Regions from separate parts of the Mus musculus genome. Here all the other regions are linked to region 1. A link is a contact called in public HiCAR-type, Micro-C and promoter capture Hi-C data. All regions are on one chromosome and are shown on one strand. The core of a region is the stretch at or near the end of the contact, and the rest is flanking DNA. Distances in the headings are between cores, read along the strand shown. Region 1 holds the start of Evl (Ena-vasodilator stimulated phosphoprotein). Region 2 holds the start of 4921507G05Rik (RIKEN cDNA 4921507G05 gene). Region 3 holds the start of Papola (poly (A) polymerase alpha). Region 4 holds the start of B930059L03Rik (RIKEN cDNA B930059L03 gene). Region 5 holds the start of Traf3 (TNF receptor-associated factor 3).

What was found. Promoter capture Hi-C pulls out the DNA fragments that hold promoters and counts their contacts. Hi-C and Micro-C count contacts between places; a contact is called where the count stands out from the background. HiCAR-type assays count read pairs that join an accessible place to other places.
Region 2: a contact with region 1 is called in a HiCAR-type map of astrocytes, with 4 times the contacts expected there. The contact joins the promoter of 4921507G05Rik here to the promoter of Evl in region 1. A contact is called at or near these places in 1 of 39 promoter capture datasets (cranial neural crest) and 1 of 115 datasets of contacts at active chromatin or transcription factors (astrocytes).
Region 3: a promoter capture Hi-C map of cranial neural crest shows a contact between it and region 1. The contact joins the promoter of Papola here to the promoter of Evl in region 1. A contact is called at or near these places in 2 of 39 promoter capture datasets (cranial neural crest and frontonasal cranial neural crest) and 1 of 115 datasets of contacts at active chromatin or transcription factors (embryonic forebrain).
Region 4: a contact with region 1 is called in a HiCAR-type map of astrocytes, with 4 times the contacts expected there. The contact joins the promoter of B930059L03Rik here to the promoter of Evl in region 1. A contact is called at or near these places in 2 of 39 promoter capture datasets (cranial neural crest and hippocampal neurons) and 2 of 115 datasets of contacts at active chromatin or transcription factors (astrocytes and embryonic forebrain).
Region 5: a Micro-C map of embryonic stem cells shows a contact between it and region 1, with 11 times the contacts expected there. The contact joins the promoter of Traf3 here to the promoter of Evl in region 1. A contact is called at or near these places in 1 of 39 promoter capture datasets (embryonic stem cells) and 1 of 484 Hi-C or Micro-C datasets (embryonic stem cells).

What each region holds. Positions count from the first base shown.
Region 1 is chr12:108,553,455-108,556,154 of GRCm38.p6, forward strand. Evl (Ena-vasodilator stimulated phosphoprotein) reads left to right here and starts at 1,266. Exons shown (of 13, transcript NM_007965.3): 1 at 1,266-1,759. The coding sequence starts at 1,755. Gm16596 (predicted gene, 16596) reads right to left here and starts at 2,164. Exons shown (of 3, transcript NR_045753.1): 1 at 1,925-2,164.
Region 2 is chr12:110,839,673-110,842,372 of GRCm38.p6, forward strand. It overlaps 4921507G05Rik (RIKEN cDNA 4921507G05 gene), which reads left to right and starts at 1,357. Exons shown (of 2, transcript NR_152102.1): 1 at 1,357-1,613. Mok (MOK protein kinase) reads right to left here and starts at 1,267. Exons shown (of 12, transcript NM_011973.2): 1 at 1,074-1,267. The coding sequence starts at 1,080.
Region 3 is chr12:105,783,447-105,786,146 of GRCm38.p6, forward strand. Papola (poly (A) polymerase alpha) reads left to right here and starts at 1,251. Exons shown (of 22, transcript NM_011112.4): 1 at 1,251-1,468. The coding sequence starts at 1,461.
Region 4 is chr12:110,590,078-110,592,777 of GRCm38.p6, forward strand. B930059L03Rik (RIKEN cDNA B930059L03 gene) reads left to right here and starts at 1,297. Exons shown (of 1, transcript NR_033340.1): 1 at 1,297-2,602.
Region 5 is chr12:111,164,955-111,167,654 of GRCm38.p6, forward strand. Traf3 (TNF receptor-associated factor 3) reads left to right here and starts at 1,416. Exons shown (of 12, transcript NM_011632.3): 1 at 1,416-1,648. All of the region lies in intron 2 of 4930595D18Rik (RIKEN cDNA 4930595D18 gene), which reads right to left.

The sequences.
Region 1 (2,700 bases), core at 16-2,515:
GGATCTGTTGAGGCACCAAGGTCAGTAGGAAACAGACTGAAAGGGACTTGCTCACATTTCTCCCTACCCCCACCCGCCCTTCCCCTTTCCCTAACAGCTAGCCATTTGAAGCCAACCTCTCTTGAGCAAAGCAGAAAGAAGGCTTTATTCCTTGGATGTAGAAGAACTTGGTGTTTCCCACTCTTCTGATATAAAATGTTACAAAAAGTTAAACAGTTTTTGAAACATGTGGCCTCAAAAAGATTTCTTTTTGGAGGCCACCGGTTCTTGGCTTTGGAAAATGGGTTCTCCTCAAAAGTGTCAGTGATTCTAGTGTGGGGTGCAGAGGAAGGACACTATCTTTACAGCAAACCCACCAACTAATTCTTCCCTCCAAGTTACAGAATGGCAACAACTTGTTAGACCCCAGGGACAGACACCTGGAGATTGGTGGAAAAGCACAATGTCTGGCTGGAATAAAAGTGTGCACCAACCCGGACTCTCCTGGGGACACCTGGAATACCTTCAGGTGACCTGAGGCCTGAGTATTTTCATAACTCTTAGGATGTGACAAGGCTCTTCTGTAACAAAGAGACCAATCTGGTTCCCAGGAAGAAGGGAACACATGAGGTTAGGAGAACTATAACCTCAGGCATTGCTAACAGTACTGCAGAGCAAGGGATCCGTTTAAAAATTGCAACTTTCAGCCCATAATGCTCTGTTCTGAATGCACTGGAAAGCCGGTTCAGTAGGGCTCCACGTGCCTCCTGGCACTCTCCCCGCTCAGCCTTGCCTCACAAATCACACCCTTTGCCCTAAGCCTCTCCACCTGCCCTTTTCTATACAACTCCTCCACCACCAGGGATTCTGTGGGGTCTCTGCCCGACTCTGCTCGCCTAGCTCCAGGTCAACGCCCCAAACCCCGGCCCCAGGCCCACCACCCTCCAGCCCTTTCCGCGGAGCTCCGCTTTGTCTCTCCCTACTAACCCCATCCTCCAGGCCTCTCCTAGACCTAAGATCCCTAAGCTTTCCCGTTAAGGTCGCCCCGGTCTTTCTCTCGCAGACAAGACCCTGGAATTCACTAAGTTAACCCCATTCCTCTAAGCTACAGTATCTCCTTTGGGACCTTAGGCCACGCCCCCCGTCTTGCCCCCAGGCCCGGTTGCCCAGCCACCCTTTCCACAAAGCTTCGCCCCGCCCCTCTGAACCTGGGCCACACCCCTGCCCCGCCCCTCACGCCCCGCCCTCTTAGAGGCGCGGACCACGGAGCCCCGCGCCTTTTGTGTGGAGCTTCGCTGCGGCGCGCGCTCATTCCCTCCGCGGCCGCCGACCGAGGGGCGTCGGCGCGCGCAGTCTCCTCGGCGGGCGGAGGGGTCCTCCGCCCCGCGTGCACCCCGCACCCCGGACCCCATCCTCCGGCCGCCGCCCCGAGTCTCAGGCGGACGCGCGCGCTCGCTCCCGCCCGCGAGACCCCGCCGCTCGCCCCCTCCCCCGGCCCGTCGGCGGGCGGTCGGGACGCGCACGCGCCGGCCCGGGCACGCGCGCCCGCCAAGATGGCAGGGGCCGGGGCCCAGCTGTCAGTCGCCACCGCCGCCGCCGCCGCGGCCGCGCTGCCTCGCAGCTAGCGGCCCGGACGCCCGCCGGAGAAGATGAGCCCCCGCCGCCGCCTGCAGCCCAGCCAGACGCGGAGCCGCCGCGCCCGGGGTCGGCTGCCCCGCTAGCGTCCCGTCGCGCCGCGCTTTCATCCCCGGCCCCGTGCCCGCCCGGCAGCCACGATGAGGTGAGTCGGGGCCTCGAGCGCAGCGAGGCCTGGAGCGCCCGGCGTGGAGGGTGGGGTGCCCGGGCATCGAAGCGGCCCCAGAGCCCCCAGCCGGCGGCCCAAGCACCAGAAGACGCTCAGGCCGCGGGGTCCGCGGGAGGCCGCGCCCGCCTTGCGGTGCCTTACCGCTGCGCGCGCCGCGCCGGCGGTCCACACTTTGCCATCCGCACGGAGCTCTTCTCCATTAGGGCGCTCTCCTCTTCACCTTTCTCTTCTGACCTGTCCCCTTTCTCTTGCCAACCCTCAGAGTGTGCAACCCCAAAAGGTACGGCTTTTGATGTGCCACTCAGCTAGAACCTTGTCAACACCCAGAAACCCGCGTGCCCTCTTCATTTGCTGCACCCAGCCTTCCTTTCCAGACTAACCTTAGCCTGCTTTCTGGGGTGGGGTGGGGCGCGGGGCAGCGTATGCCGGGTTTTCTTTCTCTCTTTCTTTTTCTTTTTTTCTGTGCAATTTTATCTTCTAGGCACATCTTTCTTAAACACCGTAGCGTCCAATTGTAGATTCGGTTCACCTGTTCTGTGAACTGTTTAAATCAAATAATGCACTGTTGTAATTTTTGTGTCTGCCTACTTTCATCAAAGATATTTCTGAAGTTCGTCCATAGTGTTTCTATTATCTACTTACTGTCCTGCATAGTATAGATAGTACACACTGTATCCATTCTACTGTTAGTAGACTTTTGAGTTGTGTGTAGCTTTTCCCCATTAACGTTGCAATGAATATGCCGGTGGGTGTACTTCCTAAAGCATTCATATCTATTGAGTAGATAGTTTCCCTACCCACAAGTAAGTTGGGTTTTTTGTTTGTCTGTTTGTTTTGTTTCGTTTTTTTGTTTGTTTGGTTTTTTTTACATAAAAAACATGTACATCTTTTGTCGTAGTTGATAGAACTAAATCCCC
Region 2 (2,700 bases), core at 107-2,606, 2.3 Mb after region 1:
TGAGAGAGAGAATACTAGAGAGAAGGGTGTGGAGGGAGAGAGAAGATACCATAGCTGGGGTGAGAGGAACACCTGTAGTAGTGTCTGTGGTGTTTAGCACTGCATATGCCTGAACTTCGAGCTCTTTGGGAATCTCTTATCTCTGCTCCCATCTCACCATAGGCATGCTGGGATTGCAGGTGCATGCTACTGCATCAGATTTTGTTTTTGTTTTTTTTTGTTTTTTTTTTGAGACAGTTTCTGTCTAGTAGGCTTGGCTATCCTGAAATTTGTTATACTGATCAGGCTGGCCTCAAACTCATGGAAATTCAACTGCCTCTGCCTCTAAGTGAGGGGAATGAATGCGCCCGTCACTCCCCTCAAGACCACATTAATCTTCCTTAAAGGGAGTGACACAGTGACACAAGACTGAAGGGTGAATGAGATGACTTATTTTTTAAATGTTATGTCATTTATGGTACATAGAAATTACTGCACTGCAATTAAAATGTAGTGTCAATTTGATATTGTAACTACAGAGAACACAATCTAATCACGGTAAGAGACTACACTTCTGGCTACACTATCACAGGCAATCATAACCGTATATCTATGAAAATCAAACAGCGGTCCCAACAAAACCGACTTGTCTAGTCGCATTTGGACTCCAGGTTACCCACAAACCCGGCACTAAGTCCAGTTTTCCAGTCCTTCTATTTTCTAGAAAGACTGCCTCATCTCCCAACTTCTAAGCAACCGTTTTACATTCCGCTAAAAGGATGCTTTCAGAACCACAACTGTTTAACTCAGAAAGTAAGATAGGCGGCCCAGCGTCCCTCTCGAACGCGGTTTAAGCCGCCGTCCCGCAGGGGCGGGGAGCCACCGTGTGAGCGCTCAGAGCCGACGGCCAATGTCTTGAGATTTCAGATGCGATCCGACAAACGAACGAACGAACGAACGAACGAATGAGCGAGTGAATGAACGAAATGACACAACTCCTCAAACTCCAGCAGAACCCGCTGCCTAGCCCCGGGTACCTGCGGCGCCGCCCCGCAGGCCCCGGGGACCCTCAGCCCTTCTCCGGCCCCACTCACTCTTCATCCTGAACGCGGATGACGCCGTCAGCCCCTGGACGGCCCCGGACCGAAAAGAAAAGAGGAGACTGTGGTACCGGCCTTCTCCCTTCCAGAGGTGGCTTCCGGCTCGAGGACCTTCGCGGTGGTCCCTGGCTGGGGAGCGTTAGGATCCGGCCGCCATATTGTATTCCTGTCGCCTTAGCAACCGCCAGACCCTTAGGAGGGAGGGGCGTTCCGGAGACATGCGTATACGCATGCGCAAAGGAGAGGGTTTAAAAACCGCTGGCCCGTTCACGCATGCGCGGTGCAGCCTGCCGCCTCGGTTCGGTCGCTACGCAACCTCTCGCCGCTTTAAATTTAAGTATAATTTCTTACCTAGTGAGTAGGCGACCTTGGTGGGACTGACTCTTCCCAGCTCTCCCGAGAATGTAACGATGTTGAACCAGACGAGAACAATTTCCTTGAGCTTTAACTGCCTGTAACACTAGTTGGAGCCTGTTCTTGACAACACCTACAGTTGAGCATCAAAGCAGCCTGATAGCTACTGCTGTGTAATTTGTAAGTTTTACTGCTTAATTCAACAAACATTTACTTTGCTAAAAGTAGTGTTGCACGCATTGGAGATATAATGAAAAGCGACCTAGACGAGATCCCTAAATTCTTGTTACTGTAAAGTGAGGTTGAAAAATTCTCACCCCATGCATTTAAATTCAAAAAGAAAAAAAGGGGAAAAAAAAGTCATGTGGGTTGTCTAAAAATAAACTGCATTTAAATTCAATAAAGAAAGAAAGAAAAAGAAAAATCCTTACCCAAGTGGTCGCAGTGAAGACTAAATGAGATGTCCCTGGTGCCCCACCCAATTCCTAGGGGCTTTTGCCTAAGGCTTGACAGGGTCTGTCACACTGCAAGTGCTTAATAAATGTTTGTCCAAAAGCCAGGGGAATCAGCACCTGTCACCTCTGTATCATTCTTATCTGTCTAGGGGCAAGCCTGATTTTAAGCATTGAGGATTCAGGACAAACTTTACCCTTTGACCCAGTTAAACAGGCAGATGGGAGAAGTGTTTTTGCTGACTTGGGCAATAGAAACCATATATCCTGTTGTTGGAGTCCCAAGATGATAAAGAGCTTTGTCAGGGGCACCTCCTGGTGGATCACTGAACCCAGACACCAGCCCATGGCTTCTGACTCCCTGTGTTTCTGTGCCCAGAAGAAGTTGGGCGCAAAGGGTTTCAACGTGTACATATTTTATGGAGGGTGTGTTTCAAACTGGCCCCTGGAACAACTGATGTGTTTTAGCAAATTAGAAGTAACATCTGGGGCTGGCGAGATGACTCAGTGGTTAAGAGCACCAACTGATCTTCCAAAGGTCCTGAGTTCAAACCCCAGCAACCACATGGTGGCTCACAACCATCCATAACGAAATCTGATGCCCTCTTCTGGAGTATCTGAGGACAGCTACAGTGTACTTACTGTAATATAATAAGTAAATAAATACATAATAAATAAACAAATAAATAAATAGAAAAATAGAAGTAACATCTGAAAAGCCCTTCTGTTTGTCTATTTTTCTTTCTTTTTTTTTTTTTGTCTAACAGTTTTCATATGCACACATTGGGAGTGAAACATTTAAATTATTTTCATTT
Region 3 (2,700 bases), core at 1-2,500, 2.8 Mb before region 1:
TGGGGAGGGAGCTTTAGGAGTGAAAGGAAGCCCTAAGTGCAGGGGACCTCCAAAAGCTTCTTTCTTTTTTTTTTTTTTTTTTTTTTTGGTTTTTCGAGACAGGGTTTCTCTGTGTAGCCCTGGCTGTCCTGGCACTCACTTTGTAGACCAGGCTGGCCTCGAACTCAGAAATCCGCCTGCCTCTGCCTCCCGAGTGCTGGGATTAAAGGCGTGCGCCACCACGCCCGGCCAAAAGCTTCTTTCAAGAAGCTATGAGAAGGAAAAGGAATAGTTGGGCCTTTCTAATGATTACTCAGAACAGAATGGTGAGTGTACCCAGCCAAACCCCGTAAGAAGTGTGCCAGGGGCTGGAAATTTTAGGAAGGAAAAATACATTATCTTAAGATGAACCCAGCATACTAGGAATGGCTCCTTTTTCTGAGTATGGTCCAGTAACCCGAACTTCACCTGCCCAACTGCATTAACTCTTCAGCACAGAGACAAGGTCATAGTCACACCCAGAAGTATATTCCAATCTATCACATAAAATTGGTAGTGGTGTTTCACACCTGTAATGTCAACACTCAGGAGGTGGAGGCAGGAGGATCAGAAACTAAGGGCTAGTAGCTTCATGGGAGCCTGTCTTATAAAACAAACAAGAACAACAACAACAACAACAACAAAAAACCCGCCAAAACCCCAAAGGTTACTGTCAATTTTATTAAATTATTGCCTTGGTCCGGAATCCCCTGCCCTGCACATTTGGCATGAGAAGCACAGGTCTGGGCAACACAGATGCAGAGGGTCATCGTCAGGGGAGGGGATCCACGGCCACACTTCTGGGACAGGCTCTGTACTGGGCTCTAACACATTTAAGTCCTCACTCACATCGATGTTTAAAAAGCAGTTCTCCCACGCAGCGGAGGTGCAACTGGCACCGAACAGCTCTCGGTTCCAGGCATCCCCCGCGCTTGGGCTGCCCCGCACGTGGCGCCCGCTTGGGCCGCGCCCCCTTCTCATCGCTGCCACGGCTGCGTCACTCTCATTCGCCAGGACGGCGTCGCCAAGCGAATGAACTACAGCCTCTCGCTCGGAGCCTCCCGCACCCATCCCACGCTCTACCACGAAAGCGTGAGATCACCGGGGGGGGGGGGGGGGGGGGGGAGGGGGAGAAGCGCCGCTTCACGCCGAGAACTACATTTCCCGTCAGGTCTTGCGGCGTCGCGCAGCGCGCGCGCAGGCGCGCGCTCGGTGTGCGTGGCGGCGTCAGCGGTTCTAGAACGTTGCTGTGGTAGCGCTCGGGCGCCATGTTAGGACGAAGGGGAAGGAGGAGAAGCGCTTAAAGCGGCGGGGCACGGGTGCAGGACTGGGTTGGCCCCGGGGCTGAGGTAGGCTGCCGTCCTTCCCGCCTCGGTGGATCATGCCCAGGACGGCAGCGGTCGCGGGGGGGAAGTGACTGGGCGGTGCCGGCGCCGGAGACGATGCCGTTGTAAGTGATTGGCGTGCTGAGTGAGGCGCACGCCGGCCGGGCCCCGGGGGTGGCGGAGGGGGAGGGGAGGCGCACGGGCGCCCCGGGCCGCGGCTTCCGGCCCCTCGGGCGCGGGGCCCCCGCAGGATCCCCAAGCGGAACGGCGCCCGGCGCGGACTGGCGGGCCGCGGCTCCCGGGTTCCTTCCTGTCCCGGTTTCACCATGGCGCCGTCCAGCCCCCTAGTTCCCCACTTCCGCTTCCCTCGGAGCGGGTGAGGAACCGGGGCCGGGAGGGAGCAGGCCGCGCTGGCGGCCCGGGGGCAGCTTCCGGAACGGCGGGCTGCGGGGCGGCGCCGTCCCTGCTTTGTTGTGACTAGGCAACCTGGCTTCGGCGCGCTACCTGATCGCTCCCGCCCTTGGGTCACTTGTGTTGTGATTGCGAGTGTACGCTTTGAGCTAATTCACTTAGGCCTTCTAATGTCGCTAGGTCTACTTTACACACTTGACCGTGATTTTTCTTTACTTAATTTCCCCCCTCCCCCCTTTTCTCCTAAGAAAGATATTTGGAAACCGGTTGTTGGGATTCGAAAGTAGATGAGGGTTTTATGTTCCAACTAACCTATCTTGGCGAAAAGGCTTTAGGTCGTGCGACTGCTTTTCTTCCAAACAAGAGAGGCAGTTTTGGACGTAGCCTCAATGTGACAGATCTAGGGTTGTACTTACTAATTTAAAAATGGATTTCATGCGCTTTTCTTTCTCACACACTAGCTTGCTAGCTTTACTCGACCCTGATGTTTAGTCCAGAGACCTGTCAGCTGTATTTCTGTAGTGATAACATTTGTTGGGCTTAATTAACCACAAAGTTCCCTTTGACTCCTTATTCATGGAACAAGGGTAAAGGAGCACGAGAATAGAATCTATAAAGATGTTTGGTGTTTTTCAGTGGGGTTCAAGTAGATGTGAGTGAGTGAGGTGTTGTCACATGATGACCTTGTATTAGCTCATCCAGACTTTTTTCTGATACATCAGTGCTTAAAAAAAGATATGGTTGCACACTCTAAAGGGAAGGCTTCGGATTAGAAATGTTATCTTGTGTCTGGGAGTGAAGGTAGGAGGGAGAGTACAGGTTTCCTGCAGTTTTTATTTCAGTGCACTTCTGAAAGTGGAACGGTACAAGGAGGCTGCATGAGCACCGCACATGTCCAGGTCTATGCTTGAAGTTCTTCAGTCTATTTCCTTTAGGTTTAAAAAAA
Region 4 (2,700 bases), core at 47-2,546, 2.0 Mb after region 1:
CCACAAGTCAATGCTTCTGGAAGGACAGGAAAGTAACCCCAGTAGCAGGTGAGGAAGGGTGGGTCACTTCAGTTTACTGTTGGTGGCTTGCAGATTTGTAGGACCCTTAAAAATGCAACTGAAAGTTTTAAAAGGTAAGTGTTGAAAACATTTTGAGACAGTCTTACCAAAAATCCTACTACCCAGCCCCCTGAATGCTGGCATTAGAAACACGTTCCACCCTGCAGGGTGTCATGTATTTTGACTCTGCAATTCTGCTTCAAAAATTTAGCCATCAGCAAAATTCACCTAGTCTGAGCAGTAAGGCCAGCTACTCCCGGCCGCACTGTTTTCCATGCTGAAAAACAGAAACCAGGAATTATCCTCACCTGCCTGAAGTGTTGCTAGATGCAAATGTGAGCAGAGAAGTGAGAAAACCCCAGCACACGCTCTCACTCCTTAAGATTTTATTTTTTTAAATGTGTTTGTTTCTGTATGTGGATTTGTACATATGAGTGCAAGTGCCCACGGAAGCAAGAGGGTGTTCGGTCCCCTGGGGCTAGGGTTATAAATAGTCTGTCCCTAACGTGGGACTCTAAACTCGGATTGTCCGGAAGAACTGTACATGGACCTAACTGCTGAGCGGTCTCCATAAAATATGGCCAAATTGAAACTAGAAAGGTTCTGGCACTCATTCCAAATTCGAATTCATCCTCACCCCAGGACTAACTTTTCCTGCCGGCCCAACACCTTCTTCTCAAACATTCCACACTGCAGCCAAGAGGGAGCTTGCAAAAACATCCCTCCAACCAGTCACCCCAGGATAGCCCGTGAGCCCTCTACAAGCAATGTCCCTATTACCCTACTTATCGCTGTACCTTCAGTCTGGCACCGTGTGGGACACTCAAAACTGCGTCTGATGGACGCAATGTACAGATAAATGTGGGATCAGCGAGAACAGCAAGATCCAAGTGGAGAGGCAATCAAATGTGGGTACGTGTGTGTAAGGTGGACGTGCTGACATACGCCTTCCATGCCAGCACTGGAAAGGTGGAGGCAGGAGCATCAGAGTTGGGACTCAGCACGGCTACCCGGCATCCAAACCAAAGAGCAAGCGGATGGCAGCAGGTACCCCGTAGGAATGAGACAAAGCGCATGCAGAAAACGGAGAAGAGTTCAAAGTCAACAGGATATCAGCTCAGCACAGCTGCACCAGAACACGGCAGCAGGACAAGGGCGGCCCCGGGAAGGTCTCTGCCATCTCGGCAGGGCGGAGATCTCCGCAAGGCGCAGCCTCCACGGCGCACGTGACTGGATGAGTCACCGCGCCAGGAAGCCGCACGAAACCTCGGTTCGGCAGCTCGAACGCAGGCTGACTTAGGACAAGGCAGCGACGTCTAGAGGAAGCCGCAGAGGGGGCCGCGTCCCTTGGCGGGAGGGGAGTGAGGGCCGCGGACGGCCCGGACCCAAGCTTAGACGCTTGGCCCACGGCACACAGGACAGGGAGACCGACTACCTTCACCTAAACGCTGGCGCAGGGAAATGACGCAGCGCATCGACCAATCGGGAAGTGTCTGACTCTGAATCTCGCGATATTCACGGGAGGAAAATGAGCCAATCGCAATGCCCCTTCTTCCAGGCCGCGGTGATTGGCTTGAGGACTCACATGATCGTTCGAGGCCACACGTGACCGCTCCCCTGGCGACACGTGATCGACCTGCCACTCTGCAGAAGTGGCTTCTGGACAGCGGCAAACAGGCGTCCGTGGAACTGAACGGCAGGTCCTGGGTTACAGCCCCGTCACTTTCCACTTGATAGGCGGGGTTGGTGACCAGGGTCCCATGTGACCCCCGTCATGGAACCCCGAGACGCGACCGTAGCGTGGATAGGACAGGGCCAACCTGTCCCCTGTAGCAGCTCTGAGAACTGAAGTAGGTGGGAGGCTGGGGATGCCGAGAGATTAACGAAAGAAACCAGTAAGCAGGGTCAGGAAACTCGTCCCACCTAAGTGGCGTGTACCGGACACGTGGTAACGTAAAGAGGTAGAGGTGCTTGCTATGTAAATAACTATGGAGGACCAGAACTCACATAGATGAGGACTTTGAGCACCCCGTCTTTCCCACTACCACTCACTGGGTGCCTCTTTCTTTCCTTCTTTCTCTAATTTACTCATAAGACAGGGTCTCGCCTTGGCTAGCCTTATTGTCTGTCTGTCTGTCTGTCTATAAAACAGAGTCTCTTCTTGGCTGACCTGGAACTCACTGTGTAGACCCTAAACTCAAGAGATGTCCCTGCCTCTGCCCTAAGAATAAAGGCGTGCACTTCCTGGCTTGACTTCTGTCTCCCTCTCTCCTTTCTTTGTAGTAAACTGCCTGTCTCCGACTCTGTCCCTGAGTCTTACTGTTCTAGGGCTCAAAAATCTGGAAATTTGTGCTGATTCCCTCCAGGGTCATAGCCATGCCTGTTCCAAGGAAGCCCTAGCGATGTCTGTTTCCCACTGCTTCCTGCCCAAGATACTGGTAACCCTGGAAGGTAGCCCTGGTGTGGGGGTGCTGTCAGAAGCATGGACACAATTCTCTCTCTCCATGATGTTAGAATTTCCTGAATAATAAATTGGCAGTCTGCATCCCTTGTATTGATGTAATTTGTTGAGTAGTTTTGTTCTCACTCTCTTAATAAATAATAACTCTTGGGTCACACATTACACCTCACAATGCAATG
Region 5 (2,700 bases), core at 166-2,665, 2.6 Mb after region 1:
CCACGCACAGGTCTTTGTACCTTCTGCCTGGTGGCTTATTTGAAAAGAGTCCAAATAGTGCAGCCTAGAGAAGGAAGCCTTTCTGGATTTGGGCAGTTTTCCTTGTGCCGTGAAAGGCGTGTGAGAAAGGTGCCCTGGACAGGGCTGGGGTCGAACAGTAGAGGTCTGAGAACACGGTTAAAGAAGGCAGGGGCACTCTGAGCATTCCGGGCCATTAAAGACACCCACGAGGGGAAAGGGGCTAATAGTGAGCTCCAGGGTCCTCATAGATGGGACTGTCGTTCTAGCACTGTTGCCTTGGGGAACCCTGGATCTGACCTGACTCTGAACTCAGAACTGTGGCCTGTGGCCCAGATGAGGGCGCCACTGGCCTAGCTGAGCCTGGCTAGCAAGGCCTATGTGGGCTCTCGAACAGGCACCTGTTGGGCTACTGCATTCAGAGATGTCCTGTCAGACTATCCAGGCTTCTAGAACATTCCATGAGGTAAGCTGGACAGAAGATGCTGGACTTCCTGCGCAGCCTGGTCACACTGGTCTCCGTTCCAGCCTAGGATCCGACAAACTTTATTGAGAAGGGATGTGTGAGCTTCCAGATGACTTGGAAACAATCATGGCCTCTTTGCTCAAGTGTCTGAACTTTGTAAGGATAGACCCCCATTTGCTCCCATCTTGCCATGGCAGTAGGGACATCTGGTGGGGCCCTGTGACCATGAGACAGCAAGATGAAGCTGCTGGAGAAATGGGTGTCCCTGGCTTAGAGAAGTACCCAGGACAAATTGGCCACCCTGTCCACACAGGGCAGATCCACTTCGGGTGGGTATGTAGGGAGCCGAGGAGGACTCTGCTAAACCCCTAGAGCTGGGTCAGATGGTACCAGACCCGCCTGTGAGCATACGAGGGGCATGTGTGAGGGTGGCATGGCTGTGTGCTAATGTGGACTGTGAGACCTGCCCGCCTGCCTGTGAACTCTGTCGGTGAAGATGTGTGTTCTTGGACAGGAGACACTAGGAACGAACTCTGCACGCGTGTCAATGGGCGCCCGCGAGTGAGTGTCTTCTACAGGTGCAAGGACCTGAGTGCCCGAGTAGGCGAGACTGTTGGGCCGCCCGTCGAGGTGGCAAGGCGAGGAACCTTCCTTGCTTCCCCTCCGCTCGACTGGCTTTTTGACCCGGAAAGACCGGGACGCGGGCGGGGCGCGAGGGCGCGCGCGCGCGCGCGGAGGGGCCAGGGCCCTGAGGGCCTGGGGCGCGCGCCGCCGTTGCTAAGGCCGGCGGCGAGCGCGGGGCCGAGGGTCCCTAGCAACGGGCGCGGGCGCGCGCCAGCCGAAGGGGATGAGGGGGGGGGCGGGGAGGCGCGCGCGGGCGGCGGGGGCGGGCGCGCTGGGGCGCGCGCCCAGGCGGCCCGCGGGGATTTCCAGCGCGCGAGAGGAAGTGCCAGCGCGAGGGTGCGTGAGGCGGCGCGGCCGGCGGCCGCCGCGTGCGCGAGCCGGGTTGCAGCCCAGCAGGGACTTTCCAGCCGGCGGCGGCGGCGGCGGCCGCCGGCCCTTCCCCGCCCCCCGACATGGGGCTGCCCGGGGAGCTGGACGCTGCAGAAGGCGGCGGAGGATGCGCGCGGCGCCCCTGAGCCGGCCGAACGGGCGGGCCTCGGGGTAAGGTCGCGGGCCGGGGGCGGCGGGCGGCGGGGCGGCGGGCGGCTCCATCCCGGCGGCGGCCCCGGGCCCGGCGGGTCCTTCGCTGCCAGGCCCGGCCGCCTCACCGTCTGCGGTGCGGCCCGCCCGCCGCCCCAACTTTGGAAACTTTGTGTGTGCGGCCAGCTCCGGGCCCGAGGCGCCGGCGCTCCGGGCAGACGGGGCAGGCAGGCCTCGAGCCCTGGGTGCCCGCCCCGAGGGGTGCCGAGCCGTCAGCATCTCCGAGGCCCGGGGCTTTGGCGCGGTGCGGAGCGGCGGAGACAGGGTGCCCGCATAGATGAGCGTGCTCGCCCTGGCTGGTGGAGGTGGGTTTTTGAGCCATTATTTAAAAGTTTATACTGAGTCATTGCTCTGCAGATGAATGACTGATTCATAGTCGGAGAGCTGCAGAGAGGCTGGAAGGCAGGCGGTTCTGGGATCCAGCTGGGGCCGAATGCACACCTTCCACCTTCGATTAACACCAAAGGTCAGAGTGGGCTCCCCACGGGCGAGCCATTAAAACGATCCTTGCCGCGGGGCTTGCAGGTTTTGGAGGCGCCAGGCTATGGCTCATGTACGTTTCGCCACGTTTCTACACTGTCATCACCACCGGTTGGGGACCCGGGTATCAGGATTAGACCTTTAGAGAGAATTCTGCGTGGACAATTCTTTACCTTTAATTTAAAACGGCAACAACATGCAAATGGGTGAAGTGTTGTGGACGTGCTCTGAAATCGAAGAAGCATTCAGATTAATGATCGGTTGAAGGAACTGATTTTATTTTCACGGCTTTTGTACTGAGCTTTGACTCAGTTTTGAGAATGAAATAGAAGGGTGTGTGTGTGTGTTACGTACACACATTTGTAAGTATGCTCTTTTTTTGTGGAGTCTTAAAGGGTTTATCGAGTGTTGTATTGTCATCTTAATTTACATTCACAGCATACAACTGAAGAGGAGCCATAATTTTTTTTTTTTTGGTAGCATTTCTGTGACTAGATACACAAGTGAAATCTTTAGAAATGCTGTTTTGTATT